Regions from separate parts of the Sus scrofa genome. Here region 2 is linked to region 1. Evidence: chromatin contacts called from public HiChIP or PLAC-seq data. All regions are on one chromosome and are shown on one strand. Each heading gives the region's core, a stretch centred on a gene start, on an enhancer-like site or on the middle of the called end of the contact. The rest is flanking DNA. Distances are from core to core; before and after follow the strand shown. Region 1 holds the start of TBL1XR1 (F-box-like/WD repeat-containing protein TBL1XR1). Region 2 overlaps LOC106505748 (a long non-coding RNA gene).

The links. HiChIP or PLAC-seq counts read pairs in DNA pulled down with a chosen protein or histone mark.
Region 2: an H3K27ac HiChIP or PLAC-seq map of alveolar macrophages shows a contact between it and region 1. The contact joins the enhancer-like site here to the promoter of TBL1XR1 in region 1. A contact is called at or near these places in 11 of 47 Hi-C or Micro-C datasets (adipose tissue, alveolar macrophages, blood and 7 more) and 2 of 2 datasets of contacts at active chromatin or transcription factors (alveolar macrophages and skeletal muscle).

The regions. Positions count from the first base shown.
Region 1 is chr13:115,486,246-115,490,844 of Sscrofa11.1, reverse strand. TBL1XR1 (F-box-like/WD repeat-containing protein TBL1XR1) reads left to right here and starts at 2,617. Exons shown (of 16, transcript XM_021071196.1): 1 at 2,617-2,897. It overlaps LOC106505748 (a long non-coding RNA gene), which reads right to left and starts at 3,283. Exons shown (of 8, transcript XR_002338112.1): 1 at 3,176-3,283.
Region 2 is chr13:115,603,886-115,608,484 of Sscrofa11.1, reverse strand. All of the region lies in intron 1 of LOC106505748 (a long non-coding RNA gene), which reads right to left. Among named protein-coding and RNA genes, the nearest start is that of TBL1XR1, 120 kb to the right of the region's middle. Within about 2 kb of position 2,349, at least 33 of the 83 cell types and tissues checked have an H3K27ac peak or open chromatin away from gene starts, as enhancers often do. A contact at or near this core is called in adipose tissue, alveolar macrophages, embryonic fibroblasts and 5 more, where this site is marked.

The DNA of each region.
Region 1 (4,599 bases), core at 1,368-3,867:
CAAGCTCATGGTTCCTAGTTGGATTCGTTAACCACTGAGCCACCATGGGAACTCCTGATGACTCTTATCATGATATGCAAATCAAGTCATTTATGCACAGAAATACCTTATAAATTACAAGGAGGTAAACAAATTCATGCATTATTATTATAATTGCGATAATAACAATTTAGGAATTTCTGTTATGAAAGAAGGCAGCATGGAGTAGGGTATAAGAATTTCAGACTAGAAGCCCTGGGCCCTATGAACTGGAGAGAGGATGGGCTCTCCTTTGGGAAGGGAAGGAATAAGGTCATTTTGAGGGAAACTAAGTCTGGGGCCCCAGATTTGGAGATTACCATATTAAGAATCAGTGTAGTTGGTAAATCCTCACACCCTGGATGAGTGGTTTGATTTTATAGTGTTTGCTGCCTGGACAGGACCCACCATGGTGACACAGTGTTAATCTTTAAAAATGAGCTAAGCCAATACATTTGTTTCATTGTGTGGCTCAGATAATGAACCTTAGTTTTACTGAGATAGCTTACTAATTGAAGAGGATTATGCTTAGTGACTTACATATGTAATTAATCAGTGCTTAAATATATTGAAGGAAGATACAATGTTTTATTGGTTCTGGAAAGTCTTTGAAAAGGTGCTAGTTCTGCAGTAAATAAGCCTGAGCTTTAGAATCTTACTGAAAGGTAAGACTCACCCTCTTTGTGCTGTTTCCCTGAACACTCAACAGTGTTTTGGAAACCTGCAGTTATCTAAATTCCCATCAGGTGACATTGTTTAATCTGACATTCCCTCTTTCAAATATGAAAACAGCTCTAAGGACAAACCACCAAGATGCTTTGAACTCTCTTTCTGGTGCTTGGGAGGAGGTTTCCAATCTCACTCCCTTTCCTCTGATGATTTTCCTTGCCACCCCACCATCCCAATACATGGCTTGAAAGGGCCTCTGGCTTCTCCCCACCCTCTTTCAAGGGCTCATCAAAAAAAAAAAAAAAAAAAAAAAAAAAAAAAAAAAAAAAAAAAAAAAAAAAAAGGGCTCATCAGGGGCAGGAGCCTTTGACTTTGCTCAAAAAAAAAACACCTGTCTCATCACTGAGCTTATTAGGCCACCCAGAGTCCAGATGTGTAAAAGTTACTTGGAATGAACTTTTTTTTTAAGTATGAAAATTTAGGTCTCTGATACTGAGAGAAAAAGACTATTGCTTTAAAATAATGACTACACCAATTTCCAAATATTGTGATTAAAGTACGAAAACAGAACACCTCACCTAAAAAGGCTGTGAAAATGTTATTTTACTTTAAAGACAGGAATAACCGAAAGTAACAATAAAAAGGTTTCTTCTAGGCCTAATCTTAAGAGTAAGCTGCTTGTTATACACTAGGCTCATACAAAGGTCTTAGAAGACCCCAAGCCCTGATTTTGAGGACTTTAGAAAGATAAACGCATTTGTTTAAAAAAAAAAATGTGGCTTGCTTCCCTTTTTTTAAATAACCCCTTGCATTCCCTTTCTCATATTGTCACATCATCACTCATCTAAGTTACACTGTATAAACCGCCTTGATATGCTACACACATGCAAAAGTACACAAAGTGGATAAACTTGTACTGCCGATGCTGCCTTAGAAGTATGTATTTAGTAAACATTTAGTTACATTATTTTATTTTTGTGAAAAGCGAATTGATCGACCAAACCTTTCAAACAGACCCACCAGACGATAAATACCACCATATGTTTAATTCACTGTACATTTGGGCATAAACACTTCAATTACAGCTTTGTGTTTAGTATCAAAACCCTTTTCTTGTGTGCGTGTTTTCTGTACAGTTCCTGTGCTCTGGATTACATTTTGAGAATCGCTTATTACAGATAAAGCACCTTTCCAGGTACGCTTCCGAGAAACATATGTATTTATGCACACAAAGGTGCGTGCAGATCTTCTCACAAACACATGTCCATATGATGCCTGCGCCGTACTCTCCGCACACGCTCCCTGCGTGCGTTATGGCCCACCTGCCGCACCGCGCCGTCCGGGTGCCCGGGGGCCACGCCGGCCTACCCAGGAAAGTTTACCAGCAATGCCCCCCTCGCGACGGCGCGAGCATCCCCGCCCCCACAGGGCCTTGAGCCGCGCGGCCAACACCCAGGCCTCTCCGCACCCGGCCGCGCGCCGCGGTGGGGGCGGGGCGGTCCGGGCCCGGTGGCGCCTCGGGGCGCCTGCGGGTCTTTCTTTCTTTTTAAAAGGCTGCGCCGAACCCGCCCAGCCCCCCCAGCGCCACCGCCCCGGGCGGGCGGGGAGAGGAGCGGGGCCAGCAGAGGCCCCCCTAGCCGCGCCGCCACCGCCTCCCCGCGTCCGCGGCGCCCCTCCCCCGCCGGCCCCTCCCCGCGCGCCCGCCCGGCGCAGGCCGCTCGGGTTTGTTTTGCTGCGCGGCCGCCGCCGCCGCCGCCGCCGCCGCCGCCGCGGGCCTCGCGAGCTCATTTGTGCCTGGCTGGTCCCCATTCCTCTCTCCCCAGTGTTGAGTGTCTGAGCCGTTGGCTGCTCCGAACCGTTTGGCTCTTTCCCTTAGTAACAGCTTTTACCTTCTGCCTCAATTCCTCTCCCCGCTCGCGCCCTTCCCCCGCGCGCCGCCTCCCCCCGCCGCCGGCCGCGTGCGCCCCCGCCCCTCCCCCCGCGGCGGGAGCACCTCCGCTCGCCACCTGGGGACCCGCGCCGCGCTCCCCGCCCCCGCCCGCCCGGCGCCCATCCCCCGCGCCCTCCGCTTGCCGGGGTTATAATTGCCTCTCACCCCCCGGAGGGGTTATTTTGGGGGTGGTTGGAGGCGGCGGCGGCGGCGACGAGGGGAATTTCCTTGTGCCTCCATTCCCGGGAGGGGGGAGCGCGTCGGAGGCCACCGTTTCCAGGTAAGCGCCGGGGGCCGGACCCCGGGGTGGGGGCTGCGGGCCGGGGCGGGGGGCGCGGGCGGAGGTAGTTCGGGGGCGCCGGCCGGCGGGGGGATGGGCTCAAGTGGAACGTGCATTTTCAACTTGGCCCTTCGGGGAGCTGGGGGTTTGGTGGGGGAGGGAGAGAAAGGAAAGGCATTTAGGGTGCCCCATCCCCCCTTTTAGCTCTCTCAGGCTTCTTTGAAATGCTCACGTGCCTGCCCACCCCCTACCCTTTCCTGGTCCCGGGGGATCCTCACCCTTATTATGCTGTTGTCCCCGAAAATGTGCACCTCGGCCTTCTCCCCATCTTCCACCCTTCATCCGTTTACACCCCCTTTGTGTGTGAGTGTGTGTGTGTGTGTGTGTGTGTGTGTGTGTGTGTTGTATAGGGGGAGGCTTTCAGGAAGGAATGTGCAGCAAATTGAATCAAGGAGCCATCATGAGGCCGACTCCTTTATAGCCTATTTTTAGCAGGGGAGAGGGATCTCTACTGTGCGTGTTATTTTGTTAAACCTTAGGCAGCAATGGAAATCCGCTCCCCTCCCCCGGCGCGGCCCGGGCCCAGGCGCGGCGACCCCGGCCGGCGTGCGGGGGGCTGCGGGTGGCTGTTAGGGCCGTGCGTCCCGGGCGGGGGCGCGGGCGGGGGAGGGGCGCGCGGCGGCGGGGCCGCACTCCTGGACGTGTTTGTTTGTAACTTAGTGCTTTTTATCGTCTGGAGAAGATATTTGATAGAGCCACTTTGAAGTTGGGTTCAGAAGTGTAGAATTGGCAAAGTTATTGCCAGCTTCCTGGTAAGTTTTGGGTGGCTCAGAGTCACATTATTTTCTGACAGTGTAAAGGCCACGTTGTGAGGGTGGTTTCTTGGTAACTTCCTCTTTGCAACCGATGTCATTTTTTGAACAGAAACAGACTTTTATTTAAGTGAAATATTAATCTGAAATGGCAGTTCAAGGGAAGCCATGCATGTGTTAACGTGTTCAGTATTTTTGGAAGTTCCTAATTTGCTCAAACAGGCATCACTTTGCAGTGGCAACCGAGAATAAATTTAGGTTTGTGAAAATGGTGTTTCACGTGAAATTTTGGTTGTAATGGCTCTTAAAAAACCCTCCCGTTTTTAGGTTATCTAATAACATTGTCGAAAATAATTTGGTGATTAAAATTTACAAAAGTGTTGGAACCTAGTTTAAAACTTGCTCTTTCTCAGTGTCCGGAGTTTACTTAAAACCGTGTACTGTGCAGGCACCAAGGTGAAGAGTTTTAGTACATATGTGATTTTACAGTTGACTGAGGGAAGTTGACTATTGGCTTTCTTGTTTTCCAAACAAGACCCTTATGCTAATCTAAACAAGCTTGTTAATAAAATATGGTGGGTGAAATGATGGGTTATTTTTAGTCGGAATGGTTTGATTTCCCCTCCCCCATATAATCACCCCCCCTTCCCCCGTTTTTCTTAAAGACTCCTTTATCGGATATAAGGCCCTGGTGGTGTTTTCATTTACTTACCTAAAGAAATTGTAATATATATCTTGGTTACACATTGGAAGTACAATGGGTGACTTTTTTGTTTTCCCAATGTGGTTTATTTTCATTTTTGTTAAATAAGATCCATGTTGCTTGGTGTATTTTTGTAATCTTGACTTACTGGGACTGTATGTTCTCACCATTTATAACAAGTTTATAG
Region 2 (4,599 bases), core at 1,100-3,599, 120 kb before region 1:
CCTCTGGGTTTAAAGGGTATATGGGAAAACAGAGGGAGAATGGAGCAAGAGTGGACCAGGCAAGTTCAGTCACATGTTCATACCTACGATAAATGTGACTGGGAAATGTACTCTAGCTGAGGTACAAAGAGAAGCAGGGAACATGGACACTGGGGACTACTGGGCTGCATGGCACAGGCCTGCAAGCCTTGTAGTTGCCCAGCTTTGAGACCAAAGAAACAACCCTGATACAGTGACAGAGACTTAATGGTTTATTGGACAAGGAATCTTATATGTCTGAAGCAAAGAGTCCTGGGACATCAATTCATGGTGCACAGCCTACAGCAGGCAGGACATGGCAGCAGTCTTCACTACTTGGGAGAGAAGGAGGCTACCAATTAGAGGGGCAATGGACGTCAGGTTGGCTTATTGGTTACCAGGGAAAGCAGAGGCTGGGGCAGGTGGTAGGGGGCAAGTATGCAAGCAGTTACTGATTAAGCCCTACAATTAAGAGGATTCATGTGAGTGAAGCAGGGCCTGCTCAAGCAGGGGATGTACAGGGAGTAAGACATCTTGAATGGCCTGACCATACAGGGACCTTGAGTGGTCTTTGCCTCAGGAACCAATATCTTCACTGGACTCACTAATTTCTTCTCTCTTTGCTGCCCAATAATTATTCAAAAAAACAATTTTAAGGAATAGTACTACAGAAGATTTCCTTAAGGACGTATCATCTACTGATTTCTAAACAGCTCAGCGTGTACTTAGATCCATTGTTTTGCTCCCACGTTCAATATCCTGGAAACATGTTTTCTAATTTGTGAGTTGTTGTGCCTTTGGCTTGCACTGAGGAATATAATGAGACACAGCTGTATGAAATTCACTGTTATATCTGAGAGGATGGTATTAAGAACTTCTCTTTATGAGTAAAAGCTATGCTTCCCTTGAATTGATTTTTTTTAGTCTTATGAATATTCTGAACCTTATAACAGATCATCTGTCCCACTTTGCTAAGGCCACTTAGCAACTCAGCGCCAAAGTTAACACCATTCTCCAGACACTAAACGGAGATTTTTAATATTTGCTTCTGTGTACAAATTTGACCTGTCTTTATTATGTTACTATCAAAATAATTTTCCCTTTACTGTAATTGTTGCTAGTGCTTATTTTATATTTTTCTATCTTATATAGAGAGCCTTGTGGTGCGAGATGAGTAAAGAAAGTGAATTTGGTCCTATTTGCGATTTGGAGCCTATGCTAAATTCCAGCTTAGTTGTGGGGGGGGGTGGTTCTGGAAGACAAATATGATAGATACTCTCCAGCTGTCATGTCACTCAGTGCACAGGAAGCTCTGTGGGCAGCTGACCTTCCCAGCTGATCTCAGGCCTGTGGCATTCTTAGAGGTATCGTACAATGTCTTAGAGGCAAAAAGTGCTGGGTGTGTATAGCATGTGTGACAAAACTGCTCTCTCATTCAGGGCTTTGCTTAATGAGGAGCTGTGGAAACATGGAACCCATGGGAACAGTTTAGGAATTCACCTTGTGCTCACACTGGAAATTTACTAGGGCTAACTAGCTGAGTGACCTTGAGCATGGCACTTAACCTCTCTGGGCTTCCCATGTCTTCATCTGTGAAAATAAAAGGCCATTGGACCGTTGGATTAGATAATCTCTGAAGCCTCTTCTACCAAAATAAATCTGTGATGAATTCTTTATACAAATTAAAATAATTTCAAAAATTACACCAAGCATTTTTGAAATAAATGACTATGTCTAGAGAAAAAAAAAAAGCCAGTGGACAACCCACAAATAGTGAAGCAGGCTGCAGGCTAGGTGTAAAGGTATTCTGAAACCACTATGGTAAAATACAGCTTCTTTTCTTTCCTCTCTGAGCAACAGGAGGTCACAGTTCCACTCTACAGAGGTGAAAGGTTGTATGGACAGGATGTATTAATTTGAATCGGAATTTGGCTGGAGCACCTGGACAGTTAATCCATCTCTGGGCTTCAGGAATCTGATATTACTCTAAGAACACTGTTGCAGAATTCCCAGGGCATGCTTGACATGGGAATCAGCTAGCTTGATTGGTGGGCTATGGAGAGACTCTGGTCCACCAGACATATCCCCTGGGCAGGTTCCTAACTGCCCGGGTCTGCATGAACAGGGTAAAGCATCTTTCAACTGTCATCCAGGAGGACTGTGAGCCTGCCACGATGAGTCTTTGCTGGCAGTTCAGGAACCTTGTGCTGAAAATGCATTTTATGGTGAAATAAGGGATTAGCTAATCTTTTGGGCTAACGGAGGGCCAGCTACAAATGTTTCCTGTGTTTATTGTGAAACCCTGAGATGACAGAGAAGTTCCTCATTGCTCTCTGTGAATTTCCCTTCCCCCAAGACATCCATTGGTCACACAAGCCATTATCTGAAGCAAGCTGGTCAGAGCATGATGTTGTAATTTTTCTTGGTTCATACTCCTAAATTAAATCTTCTTAGAGAAGACAAAAAAAATTTCAAATCTTGTCCAAATCATGGAGGAATTTCCTAATTTTTCATTTATTGGCTAGTCTTATTTTTTGTTAAGAAATCATTCTTTGGATTCTCAAGGGCCAAAACAAGAAGAATTAAAAAGAAAAACAGAAACAAAACACCCTAGAAACTAGGCACTTAAGCAATAAGGATTCAGACACTTGCGGTTTGATATGACTATGCCCTGACAGAGAGTTCAGGCTGTCACCCATAAATTTCACATATGCAGATGAGACCAACGATCCACTTTGATGAATAAATGTTAATATGATTTTCTTTGACTCATACTGTATGCATTTAATATTCTCTTTAGCCTTACTTATAAGAGAGGTTTTTTCTTTTTTTTTTTTTCCCCAAGGATAAAGGTGTGGAAATTTCCCAACCACACTGTTCCACTTCACATTTTCTTCTTTCTCTTATTCTATTTTCACTGCAGGTCAAGCAAATGTGTATTATTCAGCAGCCTCTGGGAACCAAGGAAAAACTAACTAGCGACTACTATAGCAAGGCTTCTATCTGTAACCACGAGGACTCTCACATTCAAACATTACAACCAGTAAAAGTCTAGACCTAAAATATCTACCCTCTTAATAGTTGTGTCTTTTTATTATTATTTAAACATGGGCTATAAGCTTTCTGACATAAAAGACTGGATGGTCTACCTTTTGAGAAGTCCAGGGGAAAAATATGAAGATTTATTTGTATTTTCTTATAATGTGCATAAAAATATTAGAAAGATACACAAGAAACTACTTATTATCTGTAAAAAAAAAAAAAAGTAAATGACTGTCTTCCAATGATCAACTGCTGATTCTGCCCAATCTCTTTATTTCTTCAATAATAAATCCATTGTCATGCATTTAAAGACTGAACCATGCCAAAACTCAGCTGAAAACACTCACTCTCCCTTCCCAATAGCATAAGTTGTTTCTCATTAGTTTCATTAATGCCATGAAAATTCTAAAACGATACTAAATGAGAATAATATTTTAAATTTTATCACACTGCCAGCTGAGAAATCTCAAAGTACAATGTTAATATACTGACATTCACCACACAGCGAAACAAACACGGTATTTCAAAACTGAGAAAGTTAAAGCCTCCTAAGAGAAGACTGTGGCCACAGCTTCCTGAGTCCTGTTTACATATCTCCTTTGTTGAATTAGATTCCTCTCAGAACTCATCTCTCACCAGAGTTCATGTTTGAGTCCACTCTGGTCTGTGTCTTTGTGAGAGCACTTCAGTGGCCAAGCCACAAAACGGCTGAGCTGGTTAAAACACAAATCAAACCAGGAATTTCTGCCCTGCAGCTGGCTTGGGATGTAACAGTTAACTGAGAGCCAAAGGTCTCTGTAGACCCTCAAGACTAAAGGTTAAGAGGCGAGGTCTGAGTAGAACTGTTTAGAAGCTGCATACCACACAGCTAGAAATAAAGACTGAGCTATTTCCTGGAGAATTTGAATTATGTGTACAGCCAATCAGAAACAATAAGTGGATTTGTGTGCAGTGATAATAATTCCTCATACTTATAGATAGATTAAGAGTTTACACAGCATTTCCTATATATTTTCTCTCATGGAGCCTCAAAACAGCTCTGTGCAGCAAAAAAGGCTATTACTCGAAATGCTGTTTTAGAGATAAGAGCTCTAAGCCTTAGGGCATGAAATAGTTTGTCCCTTTGAACCAGATATGAGTGGCAATGGTGAGATGGGACTCACACTTAGGTTTTCTGAGGATACTTTCCACTCAGGCTGCCTCAGGTCCTCAAATCCAGTCACTTAGTTAACTTAGTCAACTTCCCATTTGACAAACGTGAAAGTCCTATTAATCTAACCCTGAACTTCTACTAGGCTCTTTGCCTTGTACTGAAACACAAAAGACAAATTCCCACCATTAAGTAAGTTGTAACAATGATGAAATTCTGTGTCTCTCCCCCTCCTGCCTGTGTCCTCATTTCATCTTTTCTTCATTTGCTTTGGTAACTCAGGTTGTATAAGAAATTAGAGGAAGGTTGAAACTAGGTATATGGTGACCAAGGAGGGGAGAGTGGAATCCAGCCCCTTATTTCTAGGCTTTTGAGTGGAAGATCTGACA